Linked DNA regions of Pan troglodytes: region 2 is linked to region 1. The links are chromatin contacts, called in public capture Hi-C maps. All regions are on one chromosome and are shown on one strand. Each heading gives the region's core, a stretch centred on a gene start, on an enhancer-like site or on the middle of the called end of the contact. The rest is flanking DNA. Distances are from core to core; before and after follow the strand shown.

The links. Capture Hi-C pulls out chosen DNA fragments and counts their contacts.
Region 2: a contact with region 1 is called in a capture Hi-C map of stem cell-derived neural stem cells, with 4 times the contacts expected there. The contact joins two enhancer-like sites. A contact is called at or near these places in 2 of 7 Hi-C or Micro-C datasets (induced pluripotent stem cells and stem cell-derived neural progenitor cells), 1 of 1 datasets of contacts at active chromatin or transcription factors (stem cell-derived excitatory neurons) and 1 of 1 other capture datasets (stem cell-derived neural stem cells).

What each region holds. Positions count from the first base shown.
Region 1 is chr3:53,364,445-53,371,815 of NHGRI_mPanTro3-v2.0_pri, forward strand. It overlaps SHROOM3 (shroom family member 3), which reads right to left. Exons shown (of 14, transcript XM_063809524.1): 11 at 6,806-7,294; 12 at 4,046-4,196. It overlaps LOC107974279 (a long non-coding RNA gene), which reads left to right. Exons shown (of 3, transcript XR_008547511.2): 2 at 5,145-5,686. Among named protein-coding and RNA genes, the nearest start is that of SOWAHB, 140 kb to the left of the region's middle. Within about 2 kb of position 3,322, at least 4 of the 24 cell types and tissues checked have an H3K27ac peak or open chromatin away from gene starts, as enhancers often do. A contact at or near this core is called in stem cell-derived neural stem cells, where this site is marked.
Region 2 is chr3:53,691,803-53,699,173 of NHGRI_mPanTro3-v2.0_pri, forward strand. It overlaps SHROOM3 (shroom family member 3), which reads right to left. Exons shown (of 14, transcript XM_063809524.1): 4 at 649-1,626. The coding sequence starts at 816. Among named protein-coding and RNA genes, the nearest start is that of CCDC158, 9.6 kb to the right of the region's middle. Within about 2 kb of position 4,424, at least 2 of the 24 cell types and tissues checked have an H3K27ac peak or open chromatin away from gene starts, as enhancers often do. A contact at or near this core is called in stem cell-derived neural stem cells, where this site is marked.

The DNA.
Region 1 (7,371 bases), core at 2,072-4,571:
CTCAAAGGGTTCTCCATTGTCATATGATAAAATCCGAACTTCAGCATTTCACACAAAGCCCTACATGACCTGATGACCTACTGGCTCTTGTGAACCCTTCCAGCCTCATCTCCCACTGTTTGTGGCCTTCCTTTGTTATTTTCTAAATTTGGTAATTTTTTTTTCTTTTTTGAGACAGGGTCTCACTCTGTCACTCAGGCTGGATTGGAGTGGCACGATCTTGGTTCACTGCAGCCTCTGCCTGTCGGGCTCAAGTGATACTCCCACCTCAGCCTCCCAAGTAGCTCAGAACACAGGTGTGTGCCACCATGCTCAGCTAATTTTTTAGTTTTTTAATTTTTTTTTTTTTGAGATGGAGTCTCGCTTTGTCGCCCAGGCTGGAGTGCAGTGGCACGATCTCAGCTCACTGCAACCTCTGCCTCCTGGGTTCAAGCAATTTTCCTGCCTCAGCCTTCTGAGTAGCTGGGATTACAGTTGTGCGCCAACACACCTGGCTAATTTTTTATATTTTTGGTAGAGATAGGGTTTCACTATATTGCTCAGGCTGGTCTCGAACTCCTGGGCTCCAGCAATCCTCCTGCCTTGGCCTCCCAAAGTGCTGGGATTACAGGTGTGAGCCACTGTGCCTGGCTTAAGCTTGGTGATTTTTTATTTAATCAATCATGAGCCTTTGTTACATTCCAAAATATCAAACTACTTGAAGCACCCTTCTTTATCATACACATTCCATGCTTTTTCTTATCTTTTGGTTTCTCCTTATGCTTTTCCTTTTGTCTCGAATGCTCCTGACTCCCACCAATACATTCTTCAATGCTGATCTCAGGTTTTATCTTCCTGGAGGAGGTAAAATCTGACTCTACTCTCTTGAGTCAGGAACTGCTCCTTTGGGCTCCCCCAGTACAGTCCATGTGTCTATCAGAAGACCAATAATGTAGTGCTGAAATAATCCACCTCTCTTGCCAGTCTAAAGTTCCAGGAAAGCAGACACAGGGTCTTATTCATGTTTGTATGCCCAAGGCAGAGCACAGTGTCTGAAACAGAGAAGGTGTGTTCTCACTAAGCGTTTATGAGCCTAACATTTTACACTCACAAAGTGATGCAAACCCTCAGGCCACTTACAGCCCTAGAAGAAAGGATTGAGGGAAGAAGGAACCGAAGGAAATTCTAACTGGATGTGGAGGCCTCATTAACTAAATAGCCTTTTCTCATCTTTCTTTATCCCTGAAGAGCCAGATAAGCCCACAGGGCAAGTGGGTATCATCCCCCTGGTGCTGTGGGCAACATTTTCCACAGTGAAGAGAGAAAACAAATGTGAGCTGTTTTTCCTCTTAAGAGTCTGATTTAGGAAAGTGCCTAGCCTTGTTGGCAATAAGGCACCTTCTCACTGAACATCTTAACATGAAAGATACCAGATGCCATCAACATTTGCATACTTACATGACATTGCCTTAAACACTTCTCTGTTAAGATATTATATGCTCTTACACCCTGCAGCTCAAAAAGCACATTCATATACGTCAGTTAATTTGACCCCACAACTATTATGTGAGAGATCATTACCACTTCCATTTTATAAAGAAAAAAGGGTCAAGAAAGGACAAACTAGTTGCTTAACTTCCAGATTTTTTTTTTCTTCTGAATTCTAATACCATGATCTCCCATCCAAGTGCTAACCAGGCCTGACCCTGGTCAGCTTCTGAGATCAAATGTGTTGAGGATAGCAAGGCCATAGACTCGAATCCTGTAACTTTCCACAGTGGCCTTCTGGATGTTTTTCTTCAGTTAAACGGTAAACTCCAACTTGGGAGTTTTGCACTTTGTAACTTCATGAAACAAATGTTTATTGAGCACGTGCTAGGTGCCAGGCCCTGGTTATGTGGCTGTGACATTTCCTCTCCCTAAGATCTCTTTCACCCTGAGTGGGGTTTTGTCTTCCTAAGCCCGTGACTCCCTCAAAAGGCACTCCAAATGACTCGAAACTCCTCAGTCCTCAAGTCACGGACACTGCTGTTCTCATATTTTTGGTTTAAAATGGGTTTTAACTGGTTTTAATCTCAAACTCTAGCTCTGGTTAGTTATACCCAGAGAACCTCCAGTTTAGCTCAGTTCCCAGGGCAGCAAGGTTTAAAGGCAGCTGACCTGGGAGCAATTTTTAGCAGGCTTTGGGGTCAGAAAGACATAAGGTTAAATCTGACTTTAGCATCTATTAACTGTGTGACCCCAGCCCTTAAATTCTCTAATTCTGATTAGCATAAAATGTGGTAGTACAAGTGTCAGAGGAGTTTTGTGCAAGTAAGATAGTACAGCATTGTGTTGAAAAGAAAATCAAATACATAGCCCACACTTGGAATGAAATACATGCTACCTAATGTTGTTTCCCGTGAGGATGAATTAATTCTCTATTTCTTCATATTCTCAGTCTAAAAATACTTTTTGCCACATAATGCTTCGAGTGAGAGGGTGATAATTGAAAGTGATGGGAAAACAGTTAATTGGGTACACATGGACATAAATATGGGAACAGCAGACACTGGGGAATAAAAGAGGGGGTTGGAAGGAAAGGGGACAAAGGTTAAAAAACTACCTATTGGGTACTATGCTCGCTACCTGGTTGATGCATACAATCATACAGCAAGCCTCAGGATCATGCAATATACCTTTGTAACAAACCTGCCTATGCCCCGATTCTAAAATAAAACTTAGAAAAAAAAACACTTAAAAATTAAGATAGGGAGGAAAAGCAATGAGTATTTGCCACACTGCAACTGTAAAGCAGGTATGCCCACAGGCAGAAAACAAAATAACAAAAAAATTGTGTAAAACGTTCAGTTAAAGATGCCATGGCAACGTGGTACATGTAAGGGTGTATACATAGCTCTCTCTTTGGGATAAATATAGACAGACCAAAAGCCAAGTGGTCTTATTTGCTAATCAGGGGACCCGTTAAATGAAGTGCTCGGCAGTGCTGGGGTAGGTATATATCAGGGGTATACAATGACAAGTATGTACATAGGAAAACTTTGGGCTAGCAGGGAGCTTGCTACTACAATGGTTGCATCAGCATGTTAGCCATGACCCAGAGGTGCTGCAAAGATCCCTCCTGTCCAATTACCCTCTGCTCCTAGGGTCTATATCCTGTGGTTTCATTCCAACAGACAAGACAGCTTGGGACACATTGTAGATCAAATGAAATAAAATCACCCTAGAAAGTTTCTCCTGGAATCAGGATCACTGAAAACCACTTACATTCCAGGCTCAGCAAGAAGCAAGCAAGCTTTCCTTTGCAGCACGCGTGCCTGAGCTGCATAGAGAGCTGCAAGCACAGCAGAAGGCAGCCCCTCTGGTGCTATAGAGAAAGTGGAAGGTGAGAACTTTCTCCCCTGCAGACACAGCCCAGTTTAGATCTCCATGGCATGTGGGAAGACAGCAGCAGCATCACGGTCATTTTTTAAGTGTCTTAACATTTGAAATGTCTGTAGGAGTATCAAATGCTAACAACTAGATTCCAGCACTGCACTTTCAAGCTATTCACGGAAGTCCCGCAAAGAGGGCTGGGGAAGATATAAAGGTTAATATTACTTTTTCTCAGAAGTGTCATTTAACAATTGGCCTCCTTCCCTAAAAAAAGTTTCTAGATTTTTAAATTTTCCTTTTGACCATGAAACAAGAAAATTACACACACCATTGGCACTGGCCAACCAGCAGCTGAGAACAGTGTCAGGGTCCTGGTGCTGGATTAGGAGGCTAGGGACTTGGGTTCAGGTCCTGGCTATGAGACTTCTAATAATCCCTCTAAGCTTCACTTCTGTTATTTGTAAAAACGAAAAGGACAGTAGCTTACCTGCCCTGCCTACTCACAGAAAAGCTAAGAGGAAATTAGTTAAAGTGCCATGTAAATCCAAAGTCTAATGATTTTGGTGCAATCTGGTGATGCGACAGGTCCTTTCCCCACCTGCCTCAAGAGGCCCAGTCACCACGCTGATTACATGGACCTTGTCAATTTTTCTGAGGAAAGCAGAACAAGGGCATCCCATTCTTTATTTACCTTCTTTTCATTGACATCTGCCTGTTCCTCTTCCTCATTCACTTCTGCTGGCATCTCTTTGATTTTGTTCAGTAGCTCAGCCTTGGGAGCAGACACACTGTAGTAGGCAGGGCAGTTAACCAACATGCTCACTGCTTCCTTGTCTTCATTCCTGGGCCAAAAAGAGCACAAAGTATAGCCACACAGATCACACCAGAGGCTTTGTTTCACTGCAGACGTCAGTCCATTCAGAAGCGCGTAACAATTCTATTTAATTTCTTTCCCAGAAATTAGGATAAACTAGTAACTGTTAACTAATGAGTGATTACTATGTACAGGGCTGTTGAAGCCAGGCAAACTTGGGATGGAAAACCACCAAAAGCAGCATTAGGGATGACAGCGGGAGTCAAGGCTATGGCCTCGCCAGCTGACTCTGGAGAAGACATTTAACCTCTCTGCTTTTGTGATTCATATAAGAACGACACTGACTCCTTATTTCAGAGAAAGGCAGTGTGGAACCATGACTCAATCAATGTGAAAGTATTTTCAAGGTGCTGCACAAACCTCAGGTTTTAGGTCAATTATTTCCTATACTCCTTTGGTGACATGTAATCTTTCTAGTGCCTACTATGCATTGTTGCTTGAACATACAAAATTTTTCTTCTCAAGTGTGCCTGCTATCCTATATAATCCTGGGAAATCTGCAGTTTGCTGGTCCGCAGTGAACTAATACAAGATATAAAATCTACTCATTGATAATATAATAGGGATGTTTTAAGGCTGAAGAAAAAACTCAGAATTGAGAAACCTGCTATCTAGTGTTCTCTGTTTTACCACATTTGAGTTGCCTTTCAGCCTATAATTCATATCCTACCCACTGAATAAATGACTCTATGGAAGTACGATTCTCTTGGAGAGGAACTTTATTCAATCTTGTGATATTGTTTAACATCTAGCCCATCATTTTACTATGAAATTAGGAACCACACACACAAAAAATCATCTTTACTAGTTTCCTGCTTGATAACTGTCCCAGTAAGCAACAATGACCACATTTAATCCAGTTAACTGAAAGACAGGGAAAAGATTTTCTGATACATTTTTTTGTTCTTGTTTTCAGATATGTCCACCGCATTACAAATGGGATTCTCTGGCATCTGACCAACCCTCACAATGGCTACTGGCCATCTCATGCCCAAGAGGACAATGCTTATTTCCACCAGGAGATGGCGCATGCCTTTTTTTTTTTTTTTTAATCCCCAGGAAGGTCTCAGTGCTGCAAAAGCTCCATGACCATTCTGCTTCTAAACTGACGGAGCAAACATATATTTCCAGTGGTAATGCTAGGAAATACTTTGCTAAGGATGTTACTTTGGTCCTTCAGCCAGTGGTCAGAGAACAGAATGACCATACTGCAACCACCCATGGTGAACTGACTGGCACACCCACAAAAATCTTATCTTTGGGGTCCACATAGTACCCAGTGGATTGCCTTGCACATTGTAGGTGCTCAGTATGTGTTTGCTAAAGACATGGCCCTGGATAAATCACTTCACCTCAATTAGTCTGTTTCCCAAATCTGAAAATAAAAGCGGGGAAATGGACAAGGTGACAGTTAAGGCCTTGAATCAGAAGAGCCTCTGACAACGTGACAAATAGCTTGTAAGTATCACATAGCTCTTTCCTTTCTCTCTCCCCCATAAAATGAAACGTGGTGTTCCTGTTAGTAATTTAGTTAGGATCAGTTGGAAATTTTTAAAATGCAATCCCAAATTTGGATAAAATGTTCTGTTTTTATTTAGTCTGGAAGCCACTAACTGCTGAGTCCCAGACTGTCAATCCACAAAGATTTCACTGAAAATTTAAGAGAAAATGAAAGCTACTCAGTCTTTCTCATAGTAGTCTTTTAAGGAAATAAAACATGCAAGAAAATACTGCAGTAACCCAGAGAAATGAAAAGCATCAAAAGCACAGACTGCACACTGGGACACGTGTTACATGGCTGGCTCAAGGAGCTTCAGAAGCAGAGGCTCACGGACTGGGCCAAACCAGACAGTGCGCTCCTACTCAGACCTTTCCTGATTTTCAGGATTTGCGCCAACACCCACCTTAATGCCTCAGAGGTAAGGGTCAGTGTAGTACATGAATCTATTTCTCTAGGCTCTCCTCCTTACAAAGCCCTTCCCCTCTCAGTCTTGGCAAGACGTTGGCCACGCTCACCACTTCCACTTGCTCCTTTCCCAGCACCGAGCTCTGAGGGCCTCTCTGCCAGAGCAGCTCTGATACAGAACGGGCAAGTACACCTTTGCTGAGCTGGGGGCACTGTGTAATTGCTGGAGACAGGCACAGTCATGGGGCTGTGATCAAATCCAGGTGCCATCACTCACATGTTCAATGACCTTGGTGAGCATGGTCTTAATTCCTCTGTACTTCAGTTTCCTCATTTGTAAATGGAGGTAAAATCGGTAGCCACCTCAGAAAGTTCTTGTGAAAATTAAATAATGTTGATATAAATAAATCAATACAATGTTTGACACACAACATTAACAATGGGTACTAATGGCAATTATTATAATTATTACTATTACTTTCTTTGTTGTTGCATATCTGTCCCACATCCTTACTGCCAGAGCCATTCCTCCAAGACTGAGATAAAATGTCACTCTTGGTTCAGGAGCTGTGGCAGTAGGAGAACATCAGGCAACTAGTCCTAGACTTATCATCATCCCCATGGAAGAAGTGTGATTGTAAGTCTCTCTGAGGACATCACCAGGGACTTACCTCTTGCCTTCACATCCTGAAGAGCTGACAGTTCTCTGTATGGCCTTCCTCTTTACACTGTTTTCCTTCAGCAAGTTCACATCTCGGGGAAACAAACCTTCCATCAGGTCCATTGTTGTCTTGAGCCTGGAGTCTGGATCCAAAATGTCTGCTAGAGATTTGTCTTGGTGGACAATTTCCTTGGCCAAAGCCTCTGTTCTGATGTCTTCTGAACTCTTCTGAGGATCAGAACTGACTTTCTTTTCTAAACCCTGAGTTCCATTGACTGGATCATGGCTGAGACTTTGAGTCTGGATGGGTGCTGGCTGCCCACCAAGAGACCCAGCAAGTTGGGCGTGAACGCTCATGAAGGAGGGTGGTGTGGACTCAGCCTCTGAACCCTTGATAGAAGTTTGGAGTCTGGAAGCCAGTGTCTGACTACCTACCACATGGGCTGCACCAGGCATGTGCCTTTCCCTTGCAATTGTCACTTTAGAAAGTTTGTTGGAGCTGCCAGGGATATTTAAAAAAAAAAAAAAAAAGAGAGAATGATAAGAGAAGGGTGATGATAAGAGGGTGGAGAAAGA
Region 2 (7,371 bases), core at 3,174-5,673, 330 kb after region 1:
AACCCCAGTACATAAATATTTCATTGGTATGACTACCCACACCAAAAGATAAATGAAGAATTGAGGTATGCTGCAGGATGACTAAGGTTTAAAAAGGGATTCAAATATACAGATAAATAGGAGAGGCAGAAATGTTTTGATCTTGAGTTATGCTGAAAGCTGATTTAATTCTCCTTTCTGAGTGTGGGGGAAAAAAGCAACACATGGTATTTATGCAATCTATTATCCAGAATTATAAGCAAATTTAAAATATTTTTAGATGCTATTTTCAGTTAAAGAGAGAAAAAGCAGATATTTCTGAATGCACAAATATATACCATGCCACCATCTTAACCATGTTATTAATCTTTAATCTGATTTATAACTGAAAAGCTCATGTGGTAACTGATTGTATGCAATTTCATTCACAAAAAGAGAAGATTATCCATCAAACAGGCATATTTTTCTTCGGATTTCATAGAATAAATGAGCTAGACACATTTTTCTTTCAAATACCAGGCTATCCAAAATATTTCTAGATAATCAGAAAGGCATGAAACAGCAAATTAAGTTATATTAAGGCAGTTCTCATTATTTTGCATTTTTGACAAATCTGACAAGTTGAAAAAAACAATTTGAATAAAGGCAATATTGGAAAAAGAAACATACCTTAGAGATGATTAATGGTTCTCCGTGCTCCAGGCCACCTTTTAGAGTAAAACCCCAGGGAGCTCCTCCCTCCAGGAATGCCTCCAGATAAATGTACCTTCCCTTGGTGGCCGTGTTAGAGTTTAATGTGGCACTAGGCTTGTGGAAGTTTTCAGTGGTCCTCATCATGCCAAACACATGATCCCTCAAGTTAAATTTAAAATGCCTGAAGCAAACTCAGGCAAGCAGTGCTTCTACAGCACAAGTTGTCCCATCCTTCAGGACACACAATGGCCAAAAGAGAGGTTTGGAGAAGCAAATTCTTCCATACGTAAAATGTTCTTCCAAGCTGAACTCCAAGATGCTGAACCAGAAGGAATTTTCACTTCAACATTTCTGAATGTAAATCCTCCTCCAGGAATTCTGGGTTCTCACTGAAGCCCCCAAGTGGTATACATCTCTACTCCGTTCGTCAAAACTTCCTTCAGTGGCGCTCTGAAGATTGCTTTTCTGAGCTTTTATTTCACACATACACACACTAAAACCATTTCTGCCTATTTTACAGAGAAAATTAAAAGCTTCTTACAATATAGTAAGAAAATCACAAATACTCAAAGGAATACCTCATTTTTGATTGATTATCAACCCTTTCTTCCTCTCGGAGTGAAATTTACCATTACAATAGCCTCCTCCCTCTCCAGAAGTAGCTTAAAAAGAAAGAAAGCACTTACTATGCTTCGGCTCACTTCAGAATTTTCTAACTTGTCCCGAAGAGACAGAGAAGTTGTGCTAAAACTTTTTACTTCTTTTTTTCAACAATCAGTTCATAGTTTGTTTCTTAGGAGAGAAAAAAAGCTTTTGCAGGATGTAGAGAAAATGAAAAAGCACGGTAAATTAATCCTCAATGGAAAAAATATGAAGGAGGCAGCTCAGTTCTTTTCTTTGGTATTTTCAGTGATGATCAGCCACTGCTGCGGCCGCCACAGCCACTTGCCTCCTCTTGAGAGAAAGAGTAAGGAAGTCAGAGGAACATGGATTAAGGCAAAGTGAGGCATTGCAACCTTTCTGCACAGTAAGCACTGCCATGCAGAATTCAGCTCACCACAAAGACCTGACAATTCAAACAGTCTTACAGTTAATAACACGTAGAAAGTTAAAAATACTATACAGATGGCTAATTGCCAAGGGATAGAAAATAGTTCCTAGAATAGCCCCGCCTCGTACCAATTAAAGGAGAATTTCAGGGAGTGAGACATAGGCATTTGTGTTTTTAAAAACCCTCCAGGCAATTCTGCTGTGCAGCCAAGTTTGAGAAGCAATGCCTAAGTGATTTGGGTAAACGTTTAAGTACATGTCAAGGTGGTGGCACAAGGGCTTTTTTTTTTTCGTTAGAAGAAAATACTACCAAGTGTAATATATGAAATGGGACTTTCCAATCAAAGTTCTGCTTGTTTGACTCAATAAAAACAGGAGGTGGGTTTTTTTTTCTAGGTTTTCATTGTTATCTACTCCAAGATTGTTATCCACTCTTTAAATGAAAAGAAATCTACAATGCCTTGTGGGTAAGTACTAGGTACTCGGGAAAGAATGTTGTTCTGATTTCATGTTACCAGTGTCATTTTGTAATAATGTTATATACAAATTTAACATTCATACTTTGTATTAAAAATTGGAACAGTAGAAGATAACCATATCTAACCCAGAAGCCTCAGCTATTTAGTTATTGGAACAGATTAGAATTACTTCCAGGTAATATATGTACTAAAACTTTTTTCTGTTTAAAAGTATGGGATAATGAGAATTAAGTTGAAAACTGAAGTTAAAAACTACTGTGGGGCTTGATAACAATTATTTTGGTGTTTGTACTTATAATTAATGAAAGGCTGATATGGAAAGGCAGGTATATGATATCAAACTACACGATATTTAATTTACAACACTGGACAGATATTGTTTGATTTTCAATGGTAACTTCACTTGAAGGGCTCAAAGACAAAAAAAAAAAAAAGTAAAACCTTATGTAATGGTAGTATGTGAATGGAAACATAAGGAAACCTAAGGTGTACCAAATGAAAGTATGTGGTAAAAATTGGCTGATTCTTAAGGGTAATTTACGCAATTTCTATTGTGGTTTTCTTTTACAGCTTAATTCGTAAGTTAGAATAAATGGAGAAACATTAGCTTTTCTTTCATTTCAAAGAACATATGTATTTTAAATAAAAGTCCTAAGTAAATGAACAGCTTTCTTTCTGAAAAAATTAATTTATGAGGCTCTTATTATGTTACTCCTAATACATTTTGTAAAAACTGGGATTTTACAGAATCCACATTTAATATTAAAAGTAACACAGCTATACAAAATTTCAGTTAGGAGGCATAAGCTCAAGAGATCTATTGTACAGCATGATGACCATAGTTATAACAATGTATTGTATATTTGGAAATTGCTAAGATTAGATTTTAAGTGCTCTCACCACAAAAAAAATTAGTATGTGAGGTAATAGGTTAATTCCTTGATTTAGCCATTTTACAATGTATACTTATATCAAAACATCATGTGGTACACCATAAGTATATATAATTTTTAGTTGTCAATTTAAAAAATAATAAACAAAAAAAGTAATGAAGCTAAAGGCAAAGGAAATAAGGAAAAGATAATATGAACCCAGTGCTTGCAGACTGATGAAATCTCCATTTTAGATTATCACCAAAAATATTGAAGAAACAAACATAGAACCGAAATTGATATGTAATCTGAAAAAAAAATGTAAAACTTCATTTTGTGGACCTTCACTATAGCAGTTGATAGACCAGGTTTGGAAGAACTTTTTTCCTCCATCTTCTGTTGATCAGATTCAAAGAATGTTAAAGCTGCAAGAGACAATCCTCCCACGCCCTTGATTTTAGAGGTAAGGACACAGAGGCCACCAGAAGGTTAAATGATCTGACCAGAGTAATCCTGCAAGCAACACAGGCAGGCATGAAATTTAAATCTTCAGACGTTTAGGAATGAAATCCTAGCTTAAGTCAGGTGTTCTGCATAGTTTACGGTGAAAAGACAACTTTCTTTTGGTATAGCACTGCTAATTCATAAGAAGAACTTCTGTTAGGATATGTGATTTGGATGCAAACTCTTAATTACAGAATGCAATCAGACTCTTCTCCCCAAGAAGAGAAAGGCAACTCTATTGTCTCAAGGTGCTGACAGTGGAAAGAAAGGTTAGGATTCTAACTGAGAACAGCATAGGACTCAGGCTTTCTAATAGAGGACTTCTTTTATGCCCCATTCATCATCTTTCTAGGGAACCACTTCTTCCTCGATCCTGTGGTGCTGGTGGGCTGCCCCTGTCCCCGGCTCCAGGGTGGACGTAATGACCCAGGAATCAACCAACCCCTGGCTCAAATGATTGATATGTGGATGGGCATGAGACTTAAGTGTGACCAATGTTATAACTAGAAATTTTACTAGTGCTGTCAAAAAATGGCATTTTCTCCTATGGTTTGCTAGGTTGGTAGATAAAATTTTCGAGTTGCTGGAAGTCTTTTTTTTTTTTTTTTTTTTTTTAATTGAGACAGAGTCTAGCTTTGTCGCCCAGGCTGGAATGCAGGGTGTGATGGTGGCCTACTGTAGCCTCAATCTCCCAGGCTCAAGCAGTGCTCCCACCTCAGCCTCGCAAGTAGCTGAGACTACAGGTGCATGTCACCATGCCTGGCCAATTTTAAAAATTGTTTTGTACAGACAGGGTCTCACTCTGTTGCCCAGGCTGATCTCAAACTCCTGGGCTCAAGTGATCCTTCCGCCTCAGCCTCCCAATGTGCTGAGATTACAAGTGTGAGCTGCCACGCCCCAGCTGGAAGTCATCTTTGATATCACACGCCTGAGAAGGAAACCAGCTCTGAGAAAAGCAGTCTATGATAAGTAGGAGACAGTTCTGGTGATACCATTGAGCCTTGTGCCCAATTGTACCTTACTGAAGCTGGCAATTCTCAAGCTTTTTGGTTTCAGGAACCCTTACATGCTTAAAAATTATTGAAGACTCCAGAGAAATTTTATGTGTTTTGTATTGATCAATATTTACTATATTAGAAAATAGAAAAGAACATTTTAAAATACTTATGTATTAATTCATTTAAAAATAATAAATCTTTATATGTTAAAGTAACATATTAATATTTTTATGAAAAATAATTACATTGTCTCAAACAAAAAATATTACCAAGAAGAGTGGCACTGTTTCACATATTTGCAACTCTCTTTAATGGCCAGGTTAGTAAAAGATGGTTGGATTCTACCATCTGCTTCTGTATTCAATTTGTTCAATATCACATGGCATATAGCCACTGGAAGATTCCCCTATACATTTTTGAGAGAGCAAGTGGAAAAGGTACACAATGTCTTAGTATTATTACAAAAGCAGTTTTGACCCTGAAGACCCTTAACTTTCCAAGTTCCTATGGGATCATAAAACTGGTAATTGTAGGAGTGGGGTGGCTTTAGGCCACCATAAGCAGACGCAGCCAGGCCTAAAGCCACCCCACTCCTACAATTACCAGTTTTATGACCCCATAGGTACCTGTTTATTTTTTCCTTAATCCAGCGGGGGTTGAGTTTCTGCTTCTTGCAACTGAAAGAGTTCAGAGTAATACACAAGGAAACCCTTTCGTGGTTTTTCCTGGTTTGGGAGAAAGTTTAGAGAAGCTTAGCACGGTACCAAAAATGAAGCTTCACATTGTGTTTTTCTATTACTTCTCTCCTTCCTTCTGCCTCTAACTTAGAATTACCCCTGTTTTCTTGATCAGATTCATCCCTTCATGACAAATAGATCCAATGTAGCTTACAACTTTATTTTCTGTCTCTATACGAAAAATTCCCACTGTGAGTTATTGAGCTCATATTGCTGTCATTGTGAATATGGCCCCAGAACAGAAAAATATATCAGTCATATTGACTCTACTACTTGTTTTGCCTCCCTACACCAATCAGTCTGTTAAATGTCATCTTCCTAATCACTGTTTTCACTTTTTAGCAATCACACATCATTGTATTTGCTAACAGCACTGAAGGAAAAATTAAGTTGATCTTTTGAAAATTCCCATTTCTTGATTTTAATTTTTCTTAGTATGCCCTAATGTTTTTCTCTTTATTTTTTGCTAAAACTTTTAATGTGATTGTCAACTTATTGGATTTTTAAAAATGCTTCTAGATGGAATATTTAAGAGATTGAAAAGTCAGTAGGTTATCTCTGAAAATGAAATCAGAGCGACATCTACTGGCTATTCTGGCTCACTAATCGGTAAAGTAAATTAACTGTAGACAATAAATAGGGTTTGTTTTTTTTTTGAGACAGAGTCTCACTTTGTCACCCAGGCTGGAGTGCAATGGCGATCTCGGCTCAGCTCACTGCAACCTCTGCCTCCCGGGTTCAAGTGATTCTCCTGTCACAGCCTCTCGAGTAGCTGGGATTACAGGCACACACTGCCACACCTGACTACTTTTTTTTTGTATTTTAGTAGAGACGGGGTTTCACCCAGTCTGGCAATTCTCAAGCTTTTTGGTTGAGACCAGCCCAGGCTGGTCTTGACCTCCTCAGCTCAGGCAATCCACCCGCCTCGGCCTCCCAAAGTGCTAGGATTACAGGCGTGAGCCACCGCGCCCAGCCTAATAAATTGTTAAATTATAAGTTTGGAAGTTTATTTAGTCTTTCTTAGAAGGCCTCAGAACAATCCTAAATAGACAAAAATCAATCTTATTTTAAAGTTTGTGCAATCTCTCTAGGCAGCCTTTCACAGGCAAAAAGAATCATGTCTTCATGTGTCTCCTTAAGATTGGGGATCAAAGCGTGATGTCAGCTGATTTAAAACAAAACAAAACAAAAATCGCCGGGCACGGTGGCTCACACTTGTAATCTCAGCACTTTGGGAGGCTGAAGTGGGTGACTCCTGAAGTCAGGAGTTTGAGACCAGCCTGGCCAACATGGTGAAAACCTGTCTCTACTAAAAATACAAAAAATATTAGCCGGGTGGGGTGGTGCATGCCTGTAGTCCCAGCTACTCGAGAGGCTGAAGCAGAATCGCTTGAACCTGGGAGACAGAGGTTGCAGTGAGGGAGATGGCGCCACTGCACTCAAGCCTGGGTGACAGAGTGAGACTCTGTCTCAAAGAAAAAAGAAAAGAAAAGAAAAGAAAGATTGAGGAAAACTTTCCCAGCTGATCTTCCCTCATTTCTCAATGCCATGAAGTAGATTAAATGCTTCCTCTGAAAACAGTCACTTGGAAGAGGAATGAAAGCACAAAGATTAGATTTAAACTAATCAAGATCCACCTACTAGAACTTCCCCTGAAGCACAGGGCTCTGTAGAATGTTGTGTTCAACACTGGGGTTCTTGAGAAAGGAGGAAGTGGGGATAGATGCTGAATATGCAATTTACAGCATTTGCTTCACCAAATATCATAAGTTGGTGGCAGAACTATCAAAACACAATCAACTCAAATTATTTGGGAATGATCTAAATGCTCCATGTCTTGCTTGAAGCAGTAGTTTCACAGGTGCATATATGTATGCTGAAACTCATCACATGGTACACTTTAAATGTATACAGTTTATTGAATGGAAATTATAGCTCAATGAAATTAGTTTTTAAACAACTGAAGGACTTCATGGACAAATGAATAGATAGCCCAAATGTAGAATATACATGCAATGAAATACTTTCCAGACTTAAAAATGAATGAAATCTGTGATCT